4 separate regions of the Sus scrofa genome follow, and regions 2, 3 and 4 are each linked to region 1. A link is a contact called in public HiChIP or PLAC-seq and promoter capture Hi-C data. All regions are on one chromosome and are shown on one strand. Each heading gives the region's core, a stretch centred on a gene start, on an enhancer-like site or on the middle of the called end of the contact. The rest is flanking DNA. Distances are from core to core; before and after follow the strand shown. Region 1 holds the start of ZNF384 (zinc finger protein 384). Region 2 holds the start of EMG1 (EMG1, N1-specific pseudouridine methyltransferase). Region 3 holds the start of PTPN6 (tyrosine-protein phosphatase non-receptor type 6). Region 4 holds the start of GAPDH (glyceraldehyde-3-phosphate dehydrogenase).

Region 1 (3,485 bases), core at 247-2,746:
ATACATATCCTCCATTTAAACATTTAATTGAAATGTTTATTTTTAGGTATCTTTTGCTACTTCTGCGCTGTGATTTTGGGAAAATTCACTGAAGTCTTCAGAGTCTTATGTTCATTATCTGTAAGATTTGGCATTACAATTATTCCTATCACGGTTATTTTAATCTCTAAGCAAGGAAATATTACTGTTAATAGGAGGCACTTCAATTCTGTTTCACTCAAAATAGAGCCAAGCCCAGAGGGATTCTAGTCAGATCCGGGGCAGGCTAGTGGGAGCATTTATTTGCTTAAATGGCATATATTTATTCAGCATTTACTGTGTGATTAGCAAAGCAGTGGGAAGGTACCATGTATGAGACAGTTTCTCCCCTGAGTTGCTGACAATTTCGCTGAAGATCACATACACGAAATAGTCAAAACAGCAACAAAAGGTAGGGACCGAATGCTGTGGGAATTCAGAGGACAGGATCGTTACGGGTTGGAGCAATCGAGGAAGGCTTCCTGAAAGATTTCATTGTAACTGTTCGTTGATAGTTGATATAATAAACGTTTACCGACGGTTAAGCGCCCAGCTCTGAGGATAGGGCAGTGAACAATTCACAGTCCTTGTCCTCATGGAGCCGACATTCCAGAAGGAAAAGGAGGACAGCAAACAATGTACCAGGTAGAGGTGAGTGATATATTTAAAAGTAAAGCCAGGGGAGGAGATAGAGCTGTGGACGACGGCCAGTGGAGTTTAGAGACCAAAGAAAAGGGGAGTAACGGGTGTGGTCAGAGACGGGGCGGACTCTGATGGCTGGGAAAGGTTATTAGTTACTCCTTGGGCCAAAGTAGGGATCTCAGAAAGCCGACACACCCTTATCCCTCTCCGTGTATTCACAGTATTGAGACATTCAAGAGCACACCTAAGAAATAAGAATGGTAGATAACTCCCTATATCAGCCTGTCGCCCCCTGGGGGAAGAGAACCACGACCGGCCTTTTAAGAATCCAAACCTCCCCACGTACCTTGATGCATAATTCATGAACCTGTCGCCTTCCCACCCTCCCACTCCCCCAGAAGTCCCTTCCGGAAGCCCGGGACCGCAGTTCAACTCCTGCCCTTAGAGGAACCCACCTTCACTTCCGCTGTGGCGTCACATCCCTGGCGGGTCCTGCGTCCCTGGGCAGAAGCCACTTCCGCCCCTATTTGTCGTAACGTCCGCCCTGAATACCCTGGAGCGCGAGCCGCGCCGGATGTGCTCTTGCCGCTCCCGGAAGTGACTCGACCTTTGCATTTCCCCCTTTCCCCATTGTGGCCCCCCCTACATAGCTATTTCCCTCCCTCCCCCCTTTTCGTTTCCGGCGCTCCCGCCTTCTCTCAGCCTCGGCTCAACTCCGAGCCAGTGGGGGGAGGGAGGGAGGGAGGGGGCGTGGAGGAATCGGGGTTCTCGGGAGCACAAGCTGCAGCACCACTTCCGGGTGAGTGTTAGGGGAGGGAGGGCGGGAGGGGGCCACCCACTGCCTCGCGCCCCCGCCCTGCGGGTGTCTCGCGCGCGTTCCGTGCGTGTGAGTGTGTGGGTCTGTCTCGCGCCTAAAGTGCGTGCCCGCGCGCTCGCCTCGCGCTCTCCCCCCTCCCCTCGCCCCCTCCGGGTCCTCCCACCATACTCGGCTCCCTCCTTTCCCAGCAAACGCCGCCCCTCCCGCGCTCTGGCGCCGCCGCAGCCGTCGCCGCCGGGTGAGTCTCGCGCCGCTGCAGCCGGCGCGCGCCGAGCTCTCTGCTCCTCCCCCTCCCCTTTTCCTTGGGGGGCGGAGAAGGGGGGTCCTCGATGGGACTGTACGTGTGTCCGTCCCGGAACCGGAAGTGGTTGTGGAGGAGCGGGCGATGGGGAGGAATGGGGGGGCTTAGGGGGCGGGTGTCTGTCTGGTGGGTGGCAGAGTTCAGCTCCCTGGAGGGGAAGGAGAGGCGTCCCAAAGAAGGGTATTTGAGGAAAGGGTGGAGGGCGACATCAGGAGAAGGCGCCCAAGGGCTGTCTCAGGGCAGCGAAGGTGTTTGGGGATCAGCCGGGGTCTCCAATAGCTAGACCACTGTGCAGGCTGAGGGAGGTACTTCTTGGCGTAGGGCCTTGGGTAGGCAGGGGCGAAGTCCTCGCAGAAGTGGGGGGGAGGCCAGAGGAAGCGGCTGGGCCTAAACTGGCACTGTGCCTGACACAAGGGCTTGTGCATCCCCCTTAGTCCTCAGCTTTGCTTTCTGAGCCAATCCTCAGGAGGCAGGGACCCTTCTCTTCTTCCAACTCTCTGTTCTCTCACCCCCGACTACCTGCGGCCCTGGGAAACCAAGAAGAACCAGTGTCTGAGCCCAAGTGGAACCCTCACACTGGTGATAGAGTTCATCTTAGTTGATGGGAATTGAACTTCTTTGCCTTGTATCCACATAGGGGTGGCACTACACTCCTGTTATTATATCCTTGCATCTTTGGATTGTTGGTTGGGGGTCGGCCTGCCTTCCAGACTGAGTGCTGACAGTCAAAGAATTCCTGAGGTTCTCCAGTTCTCCGGTGGCTGCACCCTTACCGGCCCCTGTAACCCAGACAATTTGTTTACAGAAAGTTCAGGAGCCCTGGAAAGGAGAAGGAATAAGACGACAGGAGGAAGAGAGAGAGAGGGTAAGACAATTGGGGGTTAATGGCTTTTTCGGTACGGGGGGAGAAGGGATCATAAAGGGACGTTTTGGGGACAATGTGACAGAATCCTTCACATAATAGCAATTGTAATCTTGGTGTTTGCTGTGGGAGAAGCCTCTCATTATCTCTTGAGGATACCCAGGAAATTTTGTGCAAAAAGTTGGCACTGTACCCCATCACCTTCCATTGCCACCAGTCCTCATCAAGATTGAATTGTGAAATGCTTGCATGAAATCACTAAGCAGTGTTGCACTGTGCCCAAAAGAGAAATTCATTCTGCTTTAGGGACACATGGGCCCTAGTTGCTAGTATAGTCCTTTTGGCATAGCTTATGAAATTGCTTTCCTCTGTTAGGAACAAGCAGAGCTGACTTTAGAGTGGAGTTTGCATCCTTAATATTGCAGCACAGTGTTTGGAGTGGACCTCTGGAGTGAATAGAATCTGTAACGTGGGGTTATTTGAACTTAATGAGACAGGGTGAAGTTTTGGGGAAAAAAACTTGTATGTGGGTAGTTTGAGGTAAAATGGATAAAACTGTATGGAGTGGACTTCAGAGGTAGGTTCAAAAAGCAAGGCTTGATGGTAGTTGAGTTTTAGGGTGCCTGAAAACGATGATATATATCAAGCTCAAAGAATTTGAGTTCAGAGCTTAAGAGTCCTAGATGTGGAGTTCCTTTCATGGCTCAGCAGAAATGAATCTGACTAGTATCCATGAGGACGCTGGTTCAATCTCTGGCTTTGCTCACTGGGTTCAGGATCTGGCGTTGCTGTGAGCTGTGGTGTAGGTCCCAGACACAGAATCTGGCATTGCTGTGGCTGTGGTA
Region 2 (3,485 bases), core at 730-3,229, 250 kb before region 1:
TCCAGATGCCATAAATAAAGTAAAATTCAAAAAGATTTTCTAGGAGTTCCTACTGTGGCTCAGTGGGTTAAGAAACTGACTAGTGTCCATGGGAATGTCAGTTTGATCCCTGGCCTCGCTCAGTGGGGCTCAGAGCGTTGAGGATCTGAGTTGCAGCAAGCTGTGGCACAGGTCACAGATGGAGCTCAGATCTGGTGTTGTTTGGTGTAGGCCAACAGCTGCAGCTCTGATTTGACTTCTAGCCTGGGAACTTCCATATGCCACAGATGGGACCCTTAAAAGGAAAAATACATTCTAAAAAGGTTTTCTAGGAGGTCTCATTGTGTGCTCAGCAGGTTAAGGACCTGTCTTAGTCTCTATGAGGATGCAGGTTTGATCCCTGGCCTTGCTCAGTGGGTTAAGGATCCAGTGTCGCCCTGGCTGTGGAATAGGCTTCAGATGCAGCTCTGATTCGAGCCCTGCCTAGCCTCAAAACGTCCATACACCACAATTGGTGAAAAAAAAAAAAAATAGGTTTTCTAAACTGCAAGTTTAATAAAGTGCCATAGTGGTTGAGGAAGGAAAGATGGAAAAGAATCAAACCTAGATTACTATGGAAATGTACTACTTAAAAAGCACTTTCACTGGAGTTCCCGTTGTGGCTCAATGGTTAACAAACCCAACTAGGAACCATGAGGTTACAGGTTTGATCCCTGGCCTTGCTCATGGGGTTACAGATCCCATGTTGCAGTGGCTGTGGTGTAGGCTGGTGGCTACAGCTCCAATTGGACCCCTAGCCTGGGAACCTCCATATGCCACAGGAGCGGCCCTATAAAAAGACCAAAAAAAAAAAAAGCATTTTCTCTGCACTCCCGCTCAAAGTATTAATAACCCCTGCTTTAGAAAGTGAAGACATTTTTTTCTCAAGACTACAGCCTTAACATAAGTATAAAAACCAAGGTTAAAATCCAGGTCTAACTTCTAAACTAGTACTATCCATTCTGGCCCTACTCATTGAACAAGCTTAGCTCTAAAACGTAGGAGAAACAATGTCAGAAGGGATGAGAACACTGCACAAAACTTTAAGAAGGGAATTGCAGGATTTATTTGGTAAAAAGCAATCATAATAATTAAAAATAAAGATGTAAAAATATTGGAGTTGCCGCTGTGGCTAAATGGGTTAAGAATCCCACTACCAGTGGCTGCAGCGCTGGTTCAGTCCTGGCCCAGGAAACTTCCATATGCCATGGGTGCAGCCATTAAAAAATTTTTTTAATAAAAAAATAAAAAGATGTAAAAGTATTATGATGATCTGATCCAGGCACTGTTTCGAAATGTACAGTAATACAGAGAAGGGAGAGAGATGAATTAAAACACTAAGTAAAGAAGTGGGCTGAATGATCCACAGTAACTACTTTTCTCCTGTGCCCAATAAACTTGTCATGTGATGAAAAGGGACAACGTGACGGACGAAACGCACCCATCCACCCTAGATGACTTTCTTTCACAGAATCCTGGTTAATCAATTGGAAACAAGGATGTTATGGCTACAAAAGGATTCAAAGACAAAACGACTACTGCCAACTCAGGATATTAAACCGAGAGACAGAAAACTAGACCACTTTCTCCAAAAGTGTTTCACCTCTGCTTTCTACATCCACTTTGAAACCATCACCCTCATCCCACCGGGTCCCAGCCTATCGATCTACTGGCTCTCCACCTCCTTGTCCCAAGTTACCTTGACTGTCTCCAGGCTGGCCCCTTCCAGCACCACAATGAGTCTGCGGCCTCCGGTCTTGCTTCCCGCCCCGAGTCGGGGCCGCTTGGGCGCCACAGCATCCCAGTCTTCTTCCTGCTCCCCGGCGCGCCGCTCACGAGGTTGGAATCCACCACTGGGCGCAGCCATCTTGCAACCAAATCGGAAATTGCGCTGATTTTCTCAAATTAGGACCTCGTGCTCCACCCAATCGCATGCTTCCTTCCGTCGGCCATTTTGAAAGTGGGCGCTGGGAAATGGCGACGGCTCTCTGTCTGGCGCTCCCGAAGCCTCTCTGGGAGGGCAGGGTTCCAGAAAGGGGCAGGAACTTCCGTATGCGTAATTCCTGTGCGCCAAGCTCGGGTCTGCCGTGGGTGGGCGGGGGGGTAGGGTTTAGAAGGGAGCGCACTTCCGGTGCCCTTTCTCCAGCAAGCACCTGGGGCTCGGACCTTCGTGTGAAGGGTGCGATCCGTAAACTGGAGCGCGGTAAAGGCAGGCCGGCACCCGCTTCTGACCTCTGGTGCCGCCGGCCTCAAGATCGGACATGGCCCAGAACTTGAAGGACTTAGCGGGACGGCTGCCCTCCGGGCCCCGGGGCATGGGCACGGCGCTGAAGCTGCTGCTGGGGGCCGGCGCCGTGGCCTACGGCATCCGCGAGTCGGTGTTCACCGGTGAGCAACCTCCGCCCGCTTTCCGGACACCGGCCGACCCTCCCTAGGCCCCTGCCCAGCCCCGCCGGGTCCACGCGCTCACCCAGCCCCTCACCCCGCCCCTGCCAGAAGCTCGCACGTACTCTGAGCCCTGCCTGGTCTGACCCCCCCACCCCTCTCCCCGCAGTGGAAGGCGGGCACAGAGCCATTTTCTTTAATCGGATCGGAGGCGTGCAGCAGGACACCATTCTGGCCGAGGGCCTTCACTTCAGGTAATGGCGGGCAAAGCGGACTGCCCCTGACCCTTCACCCTTGAATCCCGACTCACCAGTAGCTATAGTAAGATTTTCAAAAGCATTCAACAGCCACCCTTTCTCCTCCTCACGCCCATCTCCCGGAACAGTGGGTGCTGCCCAAAACTCCAGCAGCACATACTGTTGTTCTCCAAAGGGAGAAGAGAATGTCTCCGTGACCGTGGTCATTTAAGAGAAGCAGACCAAGAAACAGGTGGTGGTGGAGAACAGAGCAAAACGAGGGAAACTGCTGTCTCCTAATCCCTATCCTTGTTCCCTCTCCTCCAGGATCCCCTGGTTCCAGTACCCTATCATCTATGATATTCGAGCCAGACCCCGAAAAATTTCCTCCCCCACAGGCTCCAAAGGTAGGTCTGGGCACTGGGGCGTTTCGGGCAGTAAACAAAGGAGCCTGGCCAGAGAGTAGGGAAAAGGGTAGTGTCAGATCTCTTAGTTTCCCCTTCTGCAAACAGACTATAATAAAAGCATCTGCTGCTTGGCTTAAAGCAGTACATTCTGGACACACTGTGTGTTTGCACATTTTTAACTGTCCCTCCCCCAATGCAAACTCAGTGAGAGTGTTGTTTGTTCTTGGTCTTATTCACTGCCTAGATGGAGGTCTTGTTTTAAATCCCTTTTTCTTTTAACTGCTTCATTTATTCTCTATATCTGCTGGTACAGCCTGTCCTGACCTTACTCTTCGCTGGTGCACCTGTTTCCCCCAGACCCTTTGTCACACACACTCCCAGAGGCATGTACACAGTGAAGCAAGTAGCTCACCTGTACTGTACTTTTTTTGTACTATTT
Region 3 (3,485 bases), core at 716-3,215, 220 kb before region 1:
CCAGCCACTGCTGGAGAAAGCAGTGTGGCATTGGCACAGCCCACAAAGGAAGCCAAAGGGGCCGGCGCTTCTGCAGAGGCCACGTCTATCTGCAAAGGCACCTGGGTGGCAGGCATAGGACCCATGGAGAGCGCTGTGGCTGAGCCACCCTGAGAGGTGGTGGCACACGGCAGAGGGTCTCACAGGACCAGGCTGAGGAACCAAGGAAGGATTCTGTATTGAGCGAGGCCTTGCCAACCGCCTGGTAGGAAAAGGACTGAGGCAGGAGTGCGGAAGGAACCAAGGACCAGAAGATTCAAGCACCTTGACACCAGAGCTGAAAGAGATGAGGTGAGCAGTGGGGGATGCAGGTCACACCCCAAGGGCAGAGGTGAGCGTGAAAAGAACCTACAGGACTTGGGGGCGATCAAGCCACCAACTCACCAACATGCCAAGTGGGTCCTCAGCATAATACCCTGACTCCAGCAAGGCCTGGCCGGCCCCAGCCCTGCCCCTCTCCCGACCAACCTTTTTTTTTTTTTTTTTTTTTTGTCTTTTTGCCTTTTCTAGGGCCACTCCCACGGCATATGGAGGCTCCCAGGCTAGGGGTCTAATCAGAGCTGTAGCCACCGGCCTATGCCAGAGCCACAGCAACGTGGGATCCAAGCCGCATGTGCGACCTACACCACAGCTCACGGCAACACTGGACCCTTAACCCACTGAGCAAGGCCAGGAATCGAACCCACAACCTCATGGTTCCTACTCGGATTCGTCAACCACTGCACCACAATGGGAACTCCTAACCTATTTTTTTTCATTGTCATAGTCATTTTTATATAAATATTCGCAGCTCATGTTACAGAATAAGCCCTACCAGGGAAAAAAGTCACTATTCAGTTTTGCTTAGTTTGTTTCCGCAGCAAGGCCTTTGCACGGGCCCCTTCCTCTGCTCAGAGCCGCTGAAGGCCAGTGCTTCCTCCTCACCCAGGGCTCAGCTCCCATGTCACCTCCTGGGGAAAGCCCTCCCTGACCAGTGATGCCACCGGCAACCCGACGTTTGCGAGCACGTGAAACTGTTTCATTTTCTGTGTAATCTGCAATTATCCTATTTAATGGTTCCTTGTACAGTCTGTGGCTTTCCTCTGGAGGGAAGCAAGGGGAGGGCCGGGACTGTGTCTGTCTCGTTTGCTACAGTATTGATAGCACCTTAAAAAGCACCTGGCATATACTGGATGCTCAACAGGTATCTGCTGAATGAACTGACGCACAGGTGTCAAGGGAAACCGAAGGACATTGGGAAGTTGAATGGGACCGGGGCGGGTGTGTGTGTGTGTGTGTGTGTGTGTGCTCGCGCGTGTGCGCTTTCTCGGGTCTACCTTTCAGATGTATAATGTTTTAAGTGAGTGGGCTACCCAGGGGGACAGGTCCTAAGCGTATGGCAGAAACAGGAGACCCGAAGGTGGAAGGAGAAATGCAACGGTGAGAATAAACACGTATCTGTCGGGGGGGGGGGGGGGGGGAGGGGGAGGGGAAGGGTGCTTGAAAAGGTGGGGGCAGAGGGCACGAATGAGCCTGGAGTCCCTGGCATCTTGTGGGGAGGGGGATGGGGGGAGGTAGTGCATAGGACGGAAAGCAGACCCCAGGCAGGGGGCAGGGGCAGGTGGCACTCTGGTCTCACGCCTATCAGGCGTGAGCAGGAACCCTGCCCCTCCCTCCCAAATGAACAGGGGACTGTGGTACCCAGGTGAAGCAGGGGACTTACCCACGGGACAACATCTCCCCAGAGGCCTGAGGAGTCACAGGCAGAAGGCCACAGGGGGTGGGGCGCAGGTGAGAAAGAACGCTCAGAACTCAGCCACTTCCCGCTGGATGGTGCCCGCCAGGCCAAAGGCACCGCAGGGCCAAGCCCCTGGACTAAAAATCCCCGGAAAAGGGGCAGGTGGGGCGGGGCTGGCCTCAGTCCGCCCTCGGCAGCTGCCTGTCCAGGGTTCGCCTTCCCTTGGGAGGGGAGGAGCCACCTGGAGCTCCACCTGGAGCCCAGCCAACTGAGCCGCGGGAGGCAGGGTGGGGGCGAAGACCAGGAAGTAATGCTGGCCGAGGGCACACCAACCAATGGGGGAGCCTCCCAGCGCCCAGAAGCCAAGGGGCCCCCCCGCAAAAGCCCAGGCAGCCCCACACAGAGGAGGCACCGCCGCCGCCGCCGCCGCCGCCGGGGCAGGCCCCCAGACCCAGGGTGGTGAGGGACCGGCCCATCCCTCCCCCGGCCATTGGAGCCTGTTGGCAGCCGGAGCACAGGAAGGATCTGGACAGGGAGCCAGAGCGGCCTGAAAGGCTGAGGGAACTGGGCCAGGATGTAGGGGTTGTCAGGGTCACAAAAGACTGACGCCAAGACTAAGACTGACGCCAAGACTAAGTCCCAGGCACATTTATTATCCTCCAGAACACCAAGGTCTTCCCTTCCCGGGCAGTGCCACGGGAGGGCCAACCTTCAGGAGGCGGCCACGCTGCCACCCGAAGCAGGTCCGTGGGGCGGCAGGGTCATGGGCGGCAGGAACAACGCCTTCAGCTTGCCAGACAGGCTGGCGATCTCAGGATCCTGAGCTTCGTAAGATTTGACCAAGCGGGCAAACTTAAGAACACCTGCAAGGGGAGCAGAACGTCAACCCTCACCCCCAGGGGCTGGAGGAGCCCAGGACAGCAGGAGGGGGCAGCCCGAGTCACTAGCTGCTGCCCACCCCACCCCCCGGCCAGATAGCTAGCTGTCTGCAAAACAAGACTCATGCAGGTCTTTGCCCTGTGTGGTCTGGATCAACCCCTTCCCAGTCTACACTGGACACAACTGGCTGGGATGCAGTGAATGAAAATATCTCAAAGCAGTGTGTTCACCCCTATCACGTGAACCATTTTAACAATTTAGTCACAAGAGCACAAAGGATGCACATCAACCAGATTGCCAGTCCATAGCCAGGACAGAAGAGAGCTCTGGGCCAGCAGGGCTGAATTAATAAACACCCGGTTCAATAAACTGAACAGCCAACCCCGAGAGATCAGCTGGAACTGCTTGGAGGGGCTGCAGAAAGTTGCTGTCATGCAGACATCTCACTAAAAGCTATCAAAACGGGGTTAGGTTTCAGCTCTGCTGTGACCTGCCAACTTGGTTTACTACTACAGTCTGTTTCCTCATCTTAAAATGGGATAGCAATATAATTAATGGTAACTACAAAATGCACTTAAGACTTCACCTGGCTCAAGTTCACAGTAGACCCTGGGTTCTAAGTGCCAATACTGTTAGATTGTGGCTGCCGCCATGTGGCGAGAAAGGGGACGACGGCTCAGGGACGCGACGATCCATCGCCCTCTCCTCCACCCAGGCTACCTTCACTCCCCAGTCCGACCTACCTTCCCCGTCGCAGCTGAAGCCATAGGCTTTGATAACCTCCTGCTGAATCTGCGTGGCCACGGGCAGCACGAATTGCAGCATCTTACCCATGTCGTTGCACGCGTTA
Region 4 (3,485 bases), core at 403-2,902, 130 kb after region 1:
CGGGCTTCTGATTTGTTAGGAACCTGTCTTTGTTAGCTCTTTTCCCAAAATCAGGAGTGGGAGCAATAGACGTGTGGGGAGCGGGGGGGAAGGAGAGGGAGAAGCCCAGGCCCCCAGCTGCAGAAAGGTCAGGCAGCTATATTTAACCCCAGCTTAGGGTGGAGTGGGGATCTGGTTTCTGGAAGAGGGGATGGGGAGAAGGGCAGGATTCCCGAGGCTCACGGACATCTAATCCTCCTGGTGACCTTTACAGCTTGGCCTTTAGGGTGGGGTCAACCCTAGGCATGGATGGAAGGAAGCAGCTTCAAGGAGCACTGATGCAGAGACAGGGGCTGCGGCTCCGCCGGCTCCGGGAGCCATTTTGTGGAAAATTTCTAAGTACCCATGACTCAGCTCCCCCGGCATGGCACCAAGCCAACGCTACCACACCTCTCCGGAGAAAGAGAAGGGAAACAACCCGGAAACAACCCAAGACCACCCCCATAAAGCCCCGTTTTTGATTCATCAGAGAACCATCCAGAAAAAGCATCCCCTCATCCCCGGGGGGGGGAATCTGGCTGGGGCTTGAAGGGATGCTCTAGGGTTAGTTTGCTAAGAGCTGAGGTCCAGCTGACTAAGAAGGGGAAAGCGTGGCCGGACCTGGGTTACCGGATAAAGGAGACTCCACCCCACGAGGCAGGGGTAGAAGGCTTAGTCATGGGCAAGTAAGGAGAAAGATTGAAGGACTCAGGAAGATTTCCTAACGGCGGTTCATTCATTTCCTTCCTAGTTGCAACATGGCGGCTAGGTTACCGCAGATGCCCCCTCCCAGCTGGTTCTGCACAGCAGCTGTGCCTCCTGCATCCCGGGGCTGCCCGGCTGGGGGCACTGGTTGCGGCTGGGGGGATGGGCTCCTCCCCTTCACGTGACCCCGCAGGGCGCGAAAGGAAAGAAAGAGCCCCAGCTGGGGGATTAGGGGATGGGGCCAAAGCAAGAATTGGAGACTCCAGGGCTGTGTATCTGCGGCAGGTGAAGAGGAAGGCTCCGCAGAGGCGGAGTTACAGAACGCGCAACAGCCAGGGATGGGGGACACGAGGCCTTGCGAGGGCCTCCTCCAGGTCCGAGCGCTGACCTTGAGTTCTCCTTGGGGGTGGGGTACGACCACCCCATCCAAGTCCCCCACATGCTTGCACAGACCCGGTAGGGCGAGACCTGCGGACGCAATTTGGTGGGGGCTGCAGTACTTACTGCCCCACCCTGCCCCACCCCCTAACTCACCCGTTCACTCCGACCTTCACCATCGTGTCTCAGGGACGCGGCTGCCGGCAGAGGAAAGAGAACATTAGATCGCGGGGCAAAGCGGCTGGAGCCCGACGGTGCCCTCCCCGCCCCTCCCCCAGGCCTCCATCCTCGCTCTGCTCTTCTGCACGTCCTTCCTCCCCCTCAACCCGCAATGCAGGGGCCCGGCCCGGCGCAGCCACAACTCCGGCTCCAGCCGGGGCCCCGCACCCACACTCCCAGACCGCGCACGGCCCCCGGTCCCTTTCGGACCAGTCCTCGAACCCTTGTGGCTCCACTCCGCCAGGCTTTACCTGGCAATGCACGGAACACACGGCTGTCTGTCGAACGGGGAGGAGCAGAGAGCGCAGGGGAAGGCTGCAGCCGGAATTTATAGGGCAGGGGGCGGGGCGGGGGCGGGGTGACGTGGGCTCGCCTCGCCCAGTCCTAGCTCCAGCAGCGGAGGCCTGAGCTACGTGCGCCCGTAAAGTCGCGAGTAGCCGACCCCCACTTCTTCTTTTTTTTTCCTTTGGACCCGCCTGGTTCTGCCAATGTGCACGCGCCACACAAGTGGGCTGAGGACGGAGAGGGGGAGGGGACCGGTGATGCTGCCTGGCCCGGTTGGGGTTGTACTGCAGGGGGCAGTGGACTAGGAGGAGGGGGCCCTGGCGAAAACTGAGGACACCCAAGGAGCCAGGGACGTTAAAGTTGCTGCAGGGATGTAACGGGAGGATATGGGGAGCCAGTGGGATGGGAAATTGGAGCGGAACCCGGGGTTGGGGGCGCGGCTCGCAGCTCGCGGCTGCAGTCTCCCCTACCCCCCCCCCTTCAAAAGCTGAGAAGCGGGAAGATTGAGGAACTTCTCGAGGCTCTTCGGTAGTGACCCAGGAACTACAGAGGAAAAGGCCCGGGAGGGGCCTCCAGCAAGGCCCTCTCCAGCCCCCTTCCCCTTTCCCCCCTCCCCTTCTCTTGGCTCCTGGCCTCCCCGGGCTGGGGACCGCGGCTGGCCCTGGCCAGTGGGAGGCCTGGAGAGGAAGGAGGCTCGGAAGGAGGCCTGAGAGGGAAGTTTCTGCACTGAAGGTCACGATGCCCTGCAGGACAGGCAGCCTGGACATCTGAGAATCGAGCAGACAAACCAGGACCTGTGTGCACCAGCTGCTCTCCCCCAGGCCCTGGCTGGCTGGGGCCTCAGCGAGGGGACAGGATCGCTTTGGGGGGCTGGCCAGGTAGAGGCTCAGAGGTCTCCCACAAAGTTGCTCCTGGGAAATTTGAGGGCTGAGCGGCCCGGGCTGGGAGACAATGTCCCTTTCACCCCATCCAGCCCTGGGCAGAGCAGGACGTGAGAGCGGAAGTCCCTCCCCATCCTGGGACGTGCAGGCCAGCCCTGCAGTCAGGGCCTCCCTTTCACTGGCTGCGCCCAGGGGATGTTGGGGGCAGGGTGAGGTGTCCATAAGAGGGAAAAGATTGGGAGGTCTTGGACACAGGGTGGGGACAAGGGCCCCTAGCCCCTTCCCAGACGTGATGTGGAGGAGGAAATCCATTCTTCTCCAAGACCAGTCCCTCAGAAGCTGGGGCTGGGCCAGGTTTGTGAGCAGAGGATGAAAGATGGGTTGGTTCTGAGGACTTGAAGTGTTGAAGGTTCAGGGAAGGTGGGGGGAGGGTGGAATGGACGTTGCCCATTAGCAGGTGCTGGTGGAAGGAATTGGGGCCTCTTTGCTGGCCCAGCGTAACCTGAGACCAGCCCCCTTTTCCAGCTGAAAAGCCTGTGGCTAAGTTTAGCCCGCAGGATGATAACCTTTGCTTAAAAGGCAGAGAGCACGCTGCCCCGCACCCCGACTCAAGCCTGTCCTGTCCCTTCCCTTTCTGGGACTGCCCTCCTTCCTTGGGGCCCCAGATCCAAGGCTGGCTGTTGCTGGCAGCCATGTGCACAGTCGGTGCCCAGGCTTTTCAAGAGCGGCAAGAGCAGGGACTGAGGGCACTTAACGGTGAGGGAGGCGGGATGCTGGGCACTGAGGAATCTGCTGGGGAAGTGGAGCACCAGGATCATATACTCTCCCTGGCAAGGGCCTTAGGAGCCCCTCCACCCTCCTCTGCTCCCCGAAGCATGTTCCCCTTTGCTGCATGCTTGTCATTGTTCATTACTGTCCTTTGCTGAAAAAAGAGGGAGCTCAGTGCCCAGGGAGCATGACTGACGCAGTCTGCTGTTGTCATGACAGCAAAGACACCAG

Evidence for each region. Promoter capture Hi-C pulls out the DNA fragments that hold promoters and counts their contacts. HiChIP or PLAC-seq counts read pairs in DNA pulled down with a chosen protein or histone mark.
Region 2: a contact with region 1 is called in a promoter capture Hi-C map of liver, with 2.8 times the contacts expected there. The contact joins the promoter of EMG1 here to the promoter of ZNF384 in region 1. A contact is called at or near these places in 1 of 5 promoter capture datasets (liver), 1 of 47 Hi-C or Micro-C datasets (heart right ventricle) and 1 of 2 datasets of contacts at active chromatin or transcription factors (alveolar macrophages).
Region 3: an H3K27ac HiChIP or PLAC-seq map of alveolar macrophages shows a contact between it and region 1. The contact joins the promoter of PTPN6 here to the promoter of ZNF384 in region 1. A contact is called at or near these places in 1 of 5 promoter capture datasets (liver) and 1 of 2 datasets of contacts at active chromatin or transcription factors (alveolar macrophages).
Region 4: a contact with region 1 is called in a promoter capture Hi-C map of fetal liver, with 2.5 times the contacts expected there. The contact joins the promoter of GAPDH here to the promoter of ZNF384 in region 1. A contact is called at or near these places in 1 of 5 promoter capture datasets (fetal liver) and 1 of 2 datasets of contacts at active chromatin or transcription factors (alveolar macrophages).

The regions. Positions count from the first base shown.
Region 1 is chr5:64,001,972-64,005,456 of Sscrofa11.1, forward strand. ZNF384 (zinc finger protein 384) reads left to right here and starts at 1,497. Exons shown (of 12, transcript XM_021092415.1): 1 at 1,497-1,715; 2 at 2,584-2,643. LOC102163385 (a long non-coding RNA gene) reads right to left here and starts at 1,458. Exons shown (of 2, transcript XR_297164.3): 1 at 1,116-1,458; 2 at 6-904.
Region 2 is chr5:63,749,490-63,752,974 of Sscrofa11.1, forward strand. It overlaps EMG1 (EMG1, N1-specific pseudouridine methyltransferase), which reads right to left and starts at 1,980. Exons shown (of 6, transcript NM_001243478.1): 1 at 1,718-1,980. The coding sequence starts at 1,885. PHB2 (prohibitin 2) reads left to right here and starts at 2,077. Exons shown (of 10, transcript NM_001243556.1): 1 at 2,077-2,406; 2 at 2,573-2,657; 3 at 2,967-3,046. The coding sequence starts at 2,280.
Region 3 is chr5:63,777,121-63,780,605 of Sscrofa11.1, forward strand. PTPN6 (tyrosine-protein phosphatase non-receptor type 6) reads right to left here and starts at 1,966. Exons shown (of 16, transcript XM_005652593.2): 1 at 1,742-1,966. The coding sequence starts at 1,755. It overlaps C5H12orf57 (chromosome 5 open reading frame, human C12orf57), which reads right to left. Exons shown (of 3, transcript NM_001243445.1): 2 at 3,379-3,485; 3 at 2,390-2,619. The coding sequence ends at 2,468.
Region 4 is chr5:64,132,368-64,135,852 of Sscrofa11.1, forward strand. It overlaps GAPDH (glyceraldehyde-3-phosphate dehydrogenase), which reads right to left and starts at 1,653. Exons shown (of 12, transcript NM_001206359.1): 1 at 1,572-1,653; 2 at 1,258-1,298. The coding sequence starts at 1,280. LOC110260753 (a long non-coding RNA gene) reads left to right here and starts at 2,514. Exons shown (of 3, transcript XR_002344125.1): 1 at 2,514-2,840.